Regions from separate parts of the Capsicum annuum genome. Here region 1 is linked to region 2. Evidence: chromatin contacts called from public Hi-C data. All regions are on one chromosome and are shown on one strand. Each heading gives the region's core, a stretch centred on a gene start, on an enhancer-like site or on the middle of the called end of the contact. The rest is flanking DNA. Distances are from core to core; before and after follow the strand shown.

What was found. A called contact is a pair of places that touch in the nucleus more often than the background predicts.
Region 1: a contact with region 2 is called in a Hi-C map of leaf, with 3 times the contacts expected there. The contact joins two enhancer-like sites. A contact is called at or near these places in 2 of 5 Hi-C or Micro-C datasets (leaf and placenta).

What each region holds. Positions count from the first base shown.
Region 1 is chr6:105,453,384-105,458,676 of UCD10Xv1.1, reverse strand. LOC107873265 (a long non-coding RNA gene) reads left to right here. Exons shown (of 6, transcript XR_007057106.1): 5 at 1-1,007; 6 at 1,324-1,338. Among protein-coding and RNA genes, the nearest start is that of LOC107873265, 9.4 kb to the left of the region's middle. Within about 2 kb of position 1,251, at least 5 of the 5 cell types and tissues checked have an H3K27ac peak or open chromatin away from gene starts, as enhancers often do. A contact at or near this core is called in leaf, where this site is marked.
Region 2 is chr6:105,118,709-105,124,016 of UCD10Xv1.1, reverse strand. LOC107873264 (THO complex subunit 4A) reads right to left here. Exons shown (of 5, transcript XM_016720035.2): 3 at 2,467-2,535; 4 at 2,201-2,373; 5 at 1,620-2,003. The coding sequence ends at 1,856. Among protein-coding and RNA genes, the nearest start is that of LOC107873264, 9.5 kb to the right of the region's middle. Within about 2 kb of position 2,051, at least 4 of the 5 cell types and tissues checked have an H3K27ac peak or open chromatin away from gene starts, as enhancers often do. A contact at or near this core is called in leaf, where this site is marked.

The sequences.
Region 1 (5,293 bases), core at 2-2,501, 340 kb before region 2:
GCCAATGAGGATGTTGCAATAATATCTGCAGAAACACCGGTTGTATTTGCTCATATACTGCATCCATAGAGCCACACACAATATTTTACCTGCTACCTCAATTTTGTCGATGTAACTGAAACATGTCATAACTAAACGATCAAATCATCATAATTTTAGTGCTCTTTTGAAATGCACCTCATCATCAAAAGTGGTTTCTTCACTAGCTATTGCTATAACACAGTTGCCTAGGCCAATGCTAAAGCTTCAATGTTGGGCCCGCGCTACATCTAGTATAATTCTAAAATTAGAAGACACATTTCTATACACCGCTGAAAGTGGAGACAACATTTTGTGTAATCATTGACTCAATAAATATTTTTTCTCTTTCAATGTATTTGTTTATTTTAAATTAATAAATTTTTAAAAATGTAGAATAAAATTTTAAAATTTTGTGATTTTAAATTAAAAATATATTAGATGTATCAAAATGTCATTTGATCTTATCATATTAAATATGTCCTAGAAAAAACTGTAATTAAAAAATTGCTAAAGTGAGCAACAAATTTTTTTTTGACAAATCTATCTTTGAGATTTGACAGATCTTGTGGTCATTACAATCAAGCTGCAAAAGTCAGGGAAGGATCAAATTATACCAGATCGTTATTCAGAAGTGTGCTATAGTTATTACTTACTTGGCTTATAAAATGAGAAAATAAATAACATTCACTCTAACAACATATAGAAATCATAGTATTCAAAAGAGAAGTATCACAACTTGAAGTATCTTCGAAATCATATTATTTAGAAGAGAAGTATCACAAATTTATGTACCTTTTCTTTTAAATAATTTTGGTTGAGGATTTTACTTTTATAATTTTATACAGTGATAAAATTATACGCTAGATGATGAAAATCAGATTTCAACATCGATTTAGGAAGTTATATCAGTTTCGGTTTCGTGTATGATTACTTGTGATGTCATGTGATCGGGAGGGAATTGGCTTAAGCCGTGAAAAAATGCAAAGGTAATTTTGCGTACAGATCCTTGTGGTTTGACCCTTTCCTGGCCCCTCGCATAGCTGGAGCTTTAATTCACTGGACTGTCCTTTTTAAATTTTGATTACTTCTGATTTGACTTTGTATTTACCTTTATTCTCTTCTCTTCTTTTCTTATTCGTGTTTTTTCATTAGCTACAGAACTAATTAATAAACACGAATAGGTCAGAGTCCAGTGAAGATTAGTGGAATACGCAATTCCAGAGATGACTACATGTGGTTTTTTCTTTCAATATGAATTCAACTTAAACATATACCAACTCTAACCTAGGATTTTGATTGCAGGTCTAATACAGATGCTAAATTTATTCCCAAAGGAGTTGAGAATGCAGTTGGTGATGTAACTTAGAATTAGCTTTTGGAACCTTTGTTAGTTCTTCCTCAGCTATTGCATAATTTCTTTGACGATTTCGTTTTTCAAAAAATGATTCACAGAGAAAAGAAAATATTGTTTATGAGGGGAATGAGATTATTTAATTTGAAGTTGTAATTCTCTTAACAATTTGCTATATGATTATTGTGAAATAAAAGACTTATGGAAAAAAGTCGAGAGGACTTTCATCTTTCTCATTTCTTAGGAAATGTTTGCATTATTTAAATGTATATCTCTTTAGGTAGTTAGAGTTAAATGTTGTGCAGAAAGTATTACTATCATTTAGTTGGTCAACTAATGCCATGGAAATGAATTCCTATTACACTACAAGTTAAAGGTCACAAAAAGATAAAACTAGATAGCTATGAACTTAGTGATTGAAGCGAGCTGATTTTATATTTTTATTGTGGCTAAAATGTTACTCAATATATGAATAAGAATTGATTGTACGTTTTTTGTTTCTGAAAAGTCAGGTATTATGTATGTATGTATGTATGTATGTATGTATGTATGTTTCAAATAATTTAAGACACATCTGGTTTAGCCAAGTAGCAAAAACTAATAAACATTTTAAACATAATTTTATTTTCTTTAGAACCATCGAGCAGTTTTAAATTTATTGTATGACAGTTTTTTGGTTGAATGTGTATCAAATAAAAAACGAAAAAGGCTCAAAAATACCCCTGAACTATCCGAAATAACTCAAAAATGCCCTTCGTTAGATTTTTGGCTTAAAAATACCCCTCCGTTAAATATTTGGCTCAAAAATACCCCTCCCTCTAACGGAATTCAGAAAAGGATCAAAACTACCCCTGAACTATCTAAAATGGGTAAAAAATACCCCTCTGCTAAATATTTGGCTCAAAAATACCCCTCCCTTAACGAAATTAAATTATTTCGATTATTTCATTAATTTATATAAAGTTCATCATTTAATATATATTTCGTTAATTTCTTTAAGTGAAGATTTATATTTCGTTAATTTTGTTAATTTTGTTAATTTATATTTCTTTAATTTCTTTAAAGATTAAAAAGATGTAAAGTGAAAATACCTTTTTAGAATAAATGTATGTTTATTTTTCAAATCAAATTCAACCAATTTATATTATAATTCAAATACTTTTTTTCATTATCTTATTTGTAAAATTAAAAAAATACTTTGATGTAAAAAAATTAACGTATTAGAGTTAAAAGTTAAAGTTAGGGTTTAATTCAATCGAAATAATTTAATTTCGTTAAGGAGAGGGGTATTTTTTAGCCAAATATTTCACAGAGGGGTATTTTTGACCCATTTCAGATAGTTTAGGGGTATTTTTGATCCTTTTTCGAATTCCGTTAGAGGGAGGGGTATTTTTGAGTCAAATATTTAATGGAGAGGTATTTTTGAGCCAAAAATCTAACGAGGGGTATTTTTGAGCTATTTCAGATAATCCAGGAGTATTTTTAAGTCTTTTTCGAATAAAAAATAATAATTGAAGAAGATTTGAAAGCAACCACCACTTCTCCATTTTCTCTAAGTTTCTATTTAGATGTGTGACACCTATGCTACTTAAATATCAAAGGTCTAAATTAATTAATTTTCTTAACCAAAGAAGTATACTAATTAACCATGATTAAAAGAAGAGATGTTGGTATTTAAGTTTTTCGATTTTGGTAAGAAAATATCCATTTTTCAAAATTTTGACACCAAGTGAAATTGTTTTAATTAAACAACATTAAACTTTTGATATAAAATGATTTCTTCCACAATTTTATTACAATGAGTTACGACTTACTGTTTAGACCTAGAAATGATTTTTCTTTTTTTAAGATAAAATATTCTATCTATTTTTTTTGAAAATTTTTATCTAACAAAGATAATTAGTCTCTTTTACTTTGATATTTTTGATGGCAAAGTAATTTTGAATACTTTTTATTTAATATCGAAATGCTGAAAATGTTATTTTATGATTTACAATTTATTTTCGTAAAATAACTTATTTAAATGTTTCTTGAATCGGAAAAAATTTAGTCTATAAAGAAATTTAAAAAAAAGAGAAGAAGTTATGAATACAAAAAAAATTATTGTATAACTAACGAAATCGTTTATTGTGATGCTAAGAAATTGTGAGATGTTTTTTTTAATAGCTAAATGGGGATAAATTTAAAGAGAGTTAAATGACAGTAGTATATATCTTTTTAACCATGATTAAGACACTTGATTGCTTAATATGTACCATTTCTTAATCTATAAATACCATTTAGATTTTTTTATATACTAGAGAGGCTACATATTGAGAGATAAGCCCTTGGAGGATACTATATACCCTTATTGTTCTTGGTTTGTTATTCAATTTAAGACTTTGAAATTTCTTCTTTTATTATTGTGAGATTGATTTTATAATTTTGTCTGTGGATTCCATGATTGATCTCATAACTATGAGCGGCTAATTCTCTTAGCTAGAGTTGTGGGAACCCTGATGGATTAACAAAATAGAGAAAGTGCCAAGTTATTCTAGATAAATATTCTTGCATGTATTGGATTTTCTTTGATCTGATTGATTTCTTAATGGTGGACAACGTTAAGATCCCGCCTATATTCACTACTTGCTTCTCAATAGAGTTAGAGAGTAGGAAACGAAGATCTTAACAGTAATTTGGAGATTAATTGTTGATCTAGGCTAATCAATATCATCTACGTAAGATGGTTATTTTTTATCTAATAACTTGAGACTCAAAAGGTGATAGTTAATTGGGATCTAGAATAAGGGTTAGTAAAGCGACACCTAAGACTCAAAAGGTAAAGGGTGAATTCCATCAACGAGTCCACAAGACAGTTAATGGTACATAACTTATTAGATTAGACATGCAAGGTATTGAAATTATTCGACATTGTACGATAAATCTGTGGAGTTAGAAGCCAGGGGGAATATAAATCCTAGTGTTCGTCTTAGATTGTTTACAACCAAAAGCATTTAAGTATTGTAACTTCTCGCTAGTTATAATAAATCTCCCTTTTTTACCTTTTCACACTGCCTGGTGATTTCAACAAGTTCAAGCAAGATATCTGATGTATTCCCTGTGGGATCGATCCAAACCTAGTTGGGTTACTTTACTTGACAACGACCACTATATTCTTCTACAGAGGGGGTAGTTTCAGCGTTATCAAATTTTGGTGCCGTTGTTAGGAAATACGATTGTAGTTGACTGATTAGAATTGTTGAAGTTGTCAGATTTTTCTTTTCTATTCTTCTTCGGGCATACGCTAGTGTATGCCTACTCTTCTTGATATGACAACTTGTCCAGAGGAAGTATGAAGTGATGAAAACTTCTTAATTATTGATCTTTATTCTTTTGATATGGTGCGTTATTGTAGGAGTGTGGCTGATATAGTGTGTGAACACAAGGATAGCCTGTTGGAAACTGTCATCCCCAAGTTTTTATTTTCTGAGCCTTCCAAGAAATAGCCTATGAGGTTAGCTTTCCAATGCATCAAGCCACGTCTCAGTCTGAGGTCATGGCAAAAAGTAGTGGAAATTCTTACTTGAGACCCTGGAAAGATTGCCATGGTTATGACTCAAGGTAATGAATCATTACCACTTGGGATAAGTCGTCACGAGTGAGCCGTAACCACTCCAGCGAATCCCTTTGCCCTGAGCCCAGTGACTACTATACCTCAATATAACTCATAATCAGTGCTTACAAGTCATATGGAGTGACTCGTAGTTATATTAGTGTGTGTAGCCAAAAACCCTCTCTAGTGGTTACGAGTCCAGCATATGACTCGTAACTAGACCTTATGAGTCTTTTCATGGACCCATAACCTGAACAGTGTGTGATCCAAGGCCTCAACTTCTAACTATATCCTCATCCTACGACTCATAATCAGTCATGATGAGTAGT
Region 2 (5,308 bases), core at 802-3,301:
TTTGCAGAGAGATTTTTTACAGGAATGGAAGCTTGGTGTTGAAAAAGAAGAGTGTTGAAAAGAAAAAAGCCGATTAGATTAGATCTTCTGGTAGTTTCGAAGAGTTTTGAGAATTGTCCGATGACACCGGCTGAGATGGATATCAATGATTTTATGGTATATGAATTGTAAAGAAATTGATGTATTTATTGTGTGGTGTATGAATTGTATAGAAATTGGTGTATCTATGGTGTAGTGTAAGAATTTTATAGAAATTGATGTATCTATGGTGCATGAATTATATAGAATTTGGTGTATCAACAGCTTTACGGTGTCTGAATTGTATAGAAATTGATGTATTAATGATTTTGTATCAATAATTTTATGGTGTTTGAATTATCTAGAAATTAATTTATCAATAACAACAATTTTATAGTGTCGAAAATATATAAAAATTGGTGTAACAATAATTTTATAGTATCCAAAATGTATAGAAATTAGTGTATCAATAATTTTATGGTGTCCAATCTATATAAAAATAGGTGTATCAATAATTTTATGGTGTATTAGAAAGTTTTATATAAAAATTGGTGTATTAATAATTTTATGGTGTTTAAAATGTATAAAAATGATAATTTTATGGTGTTTGAATTATCTAGAAATTAATTTATCAATAACAACAATTTTATGGTGTCGAAAATATATAAAAATTGGTGTAACAATAATTTTATAGTATCCAAAATGTATAGAAATTAGTGTATCAATAATTTTATGGTGTCCAATCTATATAAAAATAGGTGTATCAATAATTTTATGGTGTATTAGAAAGTTTTATATAAAAATTGGTGTATTAATAATTTTATAGTGTTTAAAATGTATAAAAATTGATGTATCAATAATTTTATGGTGTCCAATCTATATAAAAATAGGTGTATCAATAATTTTATGGTGTATGAAATTTGTATAGGATGTGGTTTGAATCAATAATTTTATGGTGTATGAAATTTGTATAGGATGTGGTTTGAATCAACCGGAGAATTTACCACTATTAATGATGTTTTCTCCTAAAAAATATTAAAAATTAAGGTCAATTAAATTAAATAAATTAAATCTGAAAACATAAAACAAATATCAAATAAATGTAGTGTTTTTTCGTTTGCCTTATTATTTTTTTAAAAAAGTTGATGAAAAACAAAGTAGGAGAATTTGTAGGGTAAAATATCAACTATTAAGTTACCCTTTAAATCATGCTATTTTATTTATTGTCTTTTATTTTTTTCTTTTGCTGGTAGATTTTGTTACATTTCTATTGTTATATTTTGTAAAATAGAAACTATGGGTAGTTTTTGTAATATTTACTCTTAAGTGTATTTATGTGTTTGTCCTAAAACAAATCAAATCAAGAGGAACAAAGAACTTAGAATTGCCGTGACACGAACAAAGGTTACGCAATCAAAGAGAAGATTTGTAAGAAAGATGTAGGCACTAGAAAATTGGAAGAGAAATTAAAACAGTCCAATCCAAATTTGATGACCTAGACCAAACATGAATCTTAACCAAGTAGTAACTTCTGCAACACTAACTTGACAAGCAGTATATAGACTAAGCACACAATTAAAGATTCTGGAGGGAACAACAAATGCAAGAAAAAGCTTGTGCAATCACCATAATTATGTAAAATCCTCTTGCCAAGATGATATAATAGTGAAGAGATGTATATCCAGATTACCTCTAAACAAAGTGAGCTAAGTTTATATAACTGGGTATTTAGCTATTTATGTACCATATAATTTATATGATGTCAACGTAGGACAGGAGGCTCTTGCGTTCTTGGATGTTAACAAACAGCCGTAGGACAAAAATAATGAGAAATTACTTAAATGTGCATAGCATCAGAATGATACTTGTCCAAATCAGCATCAAGATCTTCAGCTGAGACGGGTGTTTTTTTTGAAACTGTAGCTGAGACAGGTTTATGATGGTTTCTTTCTATACGAGCCCTTTCATATGCTGCTCCTCCTGGTCTGCAGGCCAAAACAATTCTCTAGAAGTCATTACATTCAGGCAAGGGCTCATTAGTAAAGAAATTACAACCCAATCATTAGCATCTGAATGATCTTTTATGCCACTAGCATTCAAGAGTTACTGGTTGCTCATAAAATAACCGTGGACAATATGAATCCTTCCCCAACAAAAAAGCTACAAGGTACTGATGTTTTACCTCTGGAAACTTCCTCGCAAATTTTCTGATGCAAAATGAGGCACTGGATGAGTTGGAACATTCACCCCAATCACCTCAATTTTCATTGGTCTACCGTCAAGCTGTATGTTGTTGTATCTACGCATAGCAGCTAAAGCACCAGACTGATGTGTGAAGACCACTTCTGCAGTTCCCTAAACAGGAATTTACTCAACATTATCAACAAGAATATATTACAGAACACATCTAAGGAGACTCTTTCTAGGGAAGGTGGCTTGCCAAATTACCTTTGACCTGCCTGAGTTATCATAATGCAGCGCATATTCTTTAAGCTCACCAACATCTGAAAACAGCAGCTGAAAATAAAACAGATGTCTGTAGGTTATAATTGTTTCAGGACTTCTCATCAGAATAGTTGCTTCAAGAATGTAATGCAACTACGATTTAAGATCAACAGCTTTGAACCTAGAGCAGAGACTTGACAAGAACGAGAATCCAGAAGAGACTAGATTGAAGATCAGGAAATCAAAGTAATCATATACAACATATTATACAAAGCAGAATATTTTAATAACACATAATACTATGTTTTACACCATCCAGTGCTCCAGGTAGCATCAATAGGAATCTACCAGAAAGAAATTAGGTGCCACAACATCCATACAGAGTCAAAATTCTCTGTGTATTCTGTTGTTTCAGGTACACAATCTGTATGTTTTCTCAAATACTTCAACACAAGTTCAAGATTAATTCAAGAACATCACCGAAGTTTTCAACACCTTCAACCCAAGTTCAACATGAACTATCAAAGAAGTGTGTTATTTTAAAGAAACAAGATGAAGTAGAAAAAGAGCCAAGTCCTCCGAATTCATGGAGTATCCTTAAGAAATTAATTCCCCTCAAGTGCCCGATGTTGCGGAGTTTTTCCTCTCAGGATAAAATGGCTCACAATCAGAATGTAGCGGTACCTCAAACCTTCTGATTTCTTCGAACTCACGCAACGGGAGATGATCACACCGAGTTTTTAGAAGCAAGAGAAATGTTTTTAGAAGCAAGAGAAATGTTTTTTCAATGCAGAAATTTCATATAGTACCTGAGGAAAAAAGTTCGGGTATTTATAGTCATCAAATGCCCCTTCGAAAAGGAAGCAATGGTTCATGGAAGGGTGTATCATTTTGGAATAGTCATGTCTATCCATTCCGAAACATGTCTTTTTTGAACAGTCACATCCGACCGAACAGTCACTCCTTTTCCGAAACAGTGTTTCTTTTCCTCGAAGGGTGGATTGTGTCCCTCTATTTTTCATTTACACCAATTGAACCCAACAATCCCCCACATGAATGAGGAATGGCTACTCTTTATAAAACTTTACAGACAAGTATGTGATCAGCAAGTAAAGACTGATTGCATCTGGATAAATGAGTTTCCCTTTGAACTTTCCGTAGTGAGCATGCATCGAATGCACTCGGTCAATTGGTAGATTTTTTATCTTTGACCCGTCGAGCTTTAATGTACACCTAGACAACACATGTCGCACAACCAGTCTTTTACCGCTTATGGTTCTCACGGTTTTGTTCGTTTCAGCCATGAACACGTCCTAGTTTCATGAAAGCTTAGAGAATAGGCCTTTACTAACATTCTCCTTGAAGCGGCTTCAACTTCACCCTCACATAGGTGATTTCTGAACATTCAATCCTATAGATTAAACTATTTAGTCAAACCTCCCAAATTTAGATAATCATTAAAAGTAAAAAGGTTTCGCATCACAAGCCTTATCCTTGTTTACTAAACATTATCTACATCATGAGAATGGGTTGGGTATATTGACAATGTTAAACATGTCAGTCACAACTTTGTTTGATCTCCTTGAACCTAGCTCTTGGGATCTCTAGTCTGCTAGGTAGAGTTACCGTCATGCTGACTTGTCCTACGCCGTAAACTCATTCCCTTGAATGTTCTCTCAACTCCCTCTCTAGATAGACCTTTTGTAAGTAGATCCGACACATTGTCATTTTGACTTCACATAGTCAACAGTGATAACTTCACAAGAGAGTAGTTCTCTAATGGTATTATGTCTCCATCTTATATGGCGATATTTACTGCTATACATCATGCTTCCTGTCCTACCTATCGCCGCTTGGCTGTCACAATGTATACATGTTGGTGCCAATGGTTTGGGCCAATAAGGAATATCTTTCGAGAAATTCCAGAGCCATTCTGCTTCTTCACCGGTTTTATCTAATATGATAAATTCAAATTTCATTGTAGAGCGAGCAATACATGTCTGTTTGGACGATTTCCAAGCAAATGCTCCTCCACATATAGTAAATAGATATCCACTCATGGATTTTACTATATTCGATCCGATGATCCAATTTGCATCACTATATCCTTCAATTACCGTGGGATATTTATTATAATGTAAAGCATAGTCTTGAGTATATTTAAGATACCCCAAAACTCTTTTCATTGCCATCCAGTGAGTTTTATTAGGATTACTCGTGTACCGACTCAACTTACTAATAACACATGTTATGTCTAATCGTGCACAATTCATGATATACATTAAACATCCCAACACTCTTGCGTATTCCAACTGTAAGTCACTTTCACCTTCATTCTTTTGAAATGCAAGGCTCACGTCTAATGGAATCTTGGCAATACCGAAATCTAAATACTTGAACTTATCAAGTACCTTTTCGATGTAATGAGACTGTGACAATGCCAATCCTTGTGGAGTTTTATGGATTTTTATTCCTAAGATCACATCCGCAACTCCAAGGTCTTTCATATCAAACTTGCTCTCAAGCATTCGTTTCGCATTTATGTCAGAAATGTCTCTACTGATGATCAACATATCATCCACGTACAAACAAACAATGACCTTGTGATTTGGAGTGTCTTTAATGTAAATACATTCATCACATTCATTTATCTTGAACCCGGGAGAAGGTTGGTGTGACTTCAGTGGAGTGCAAGATGCGGGAAGCCCGATTGAGATGGTTCGGACACGTGAAGAGGAGGGGCATGGATGCCCCGGTTCGTAGGTGTGAGAGGCTAGCGTTGGATGGTTTTAGGCGGGGTAAGGGTAGGCCGAAGAAGTACTGGGGTGAGGTGATTAGGCGGGAC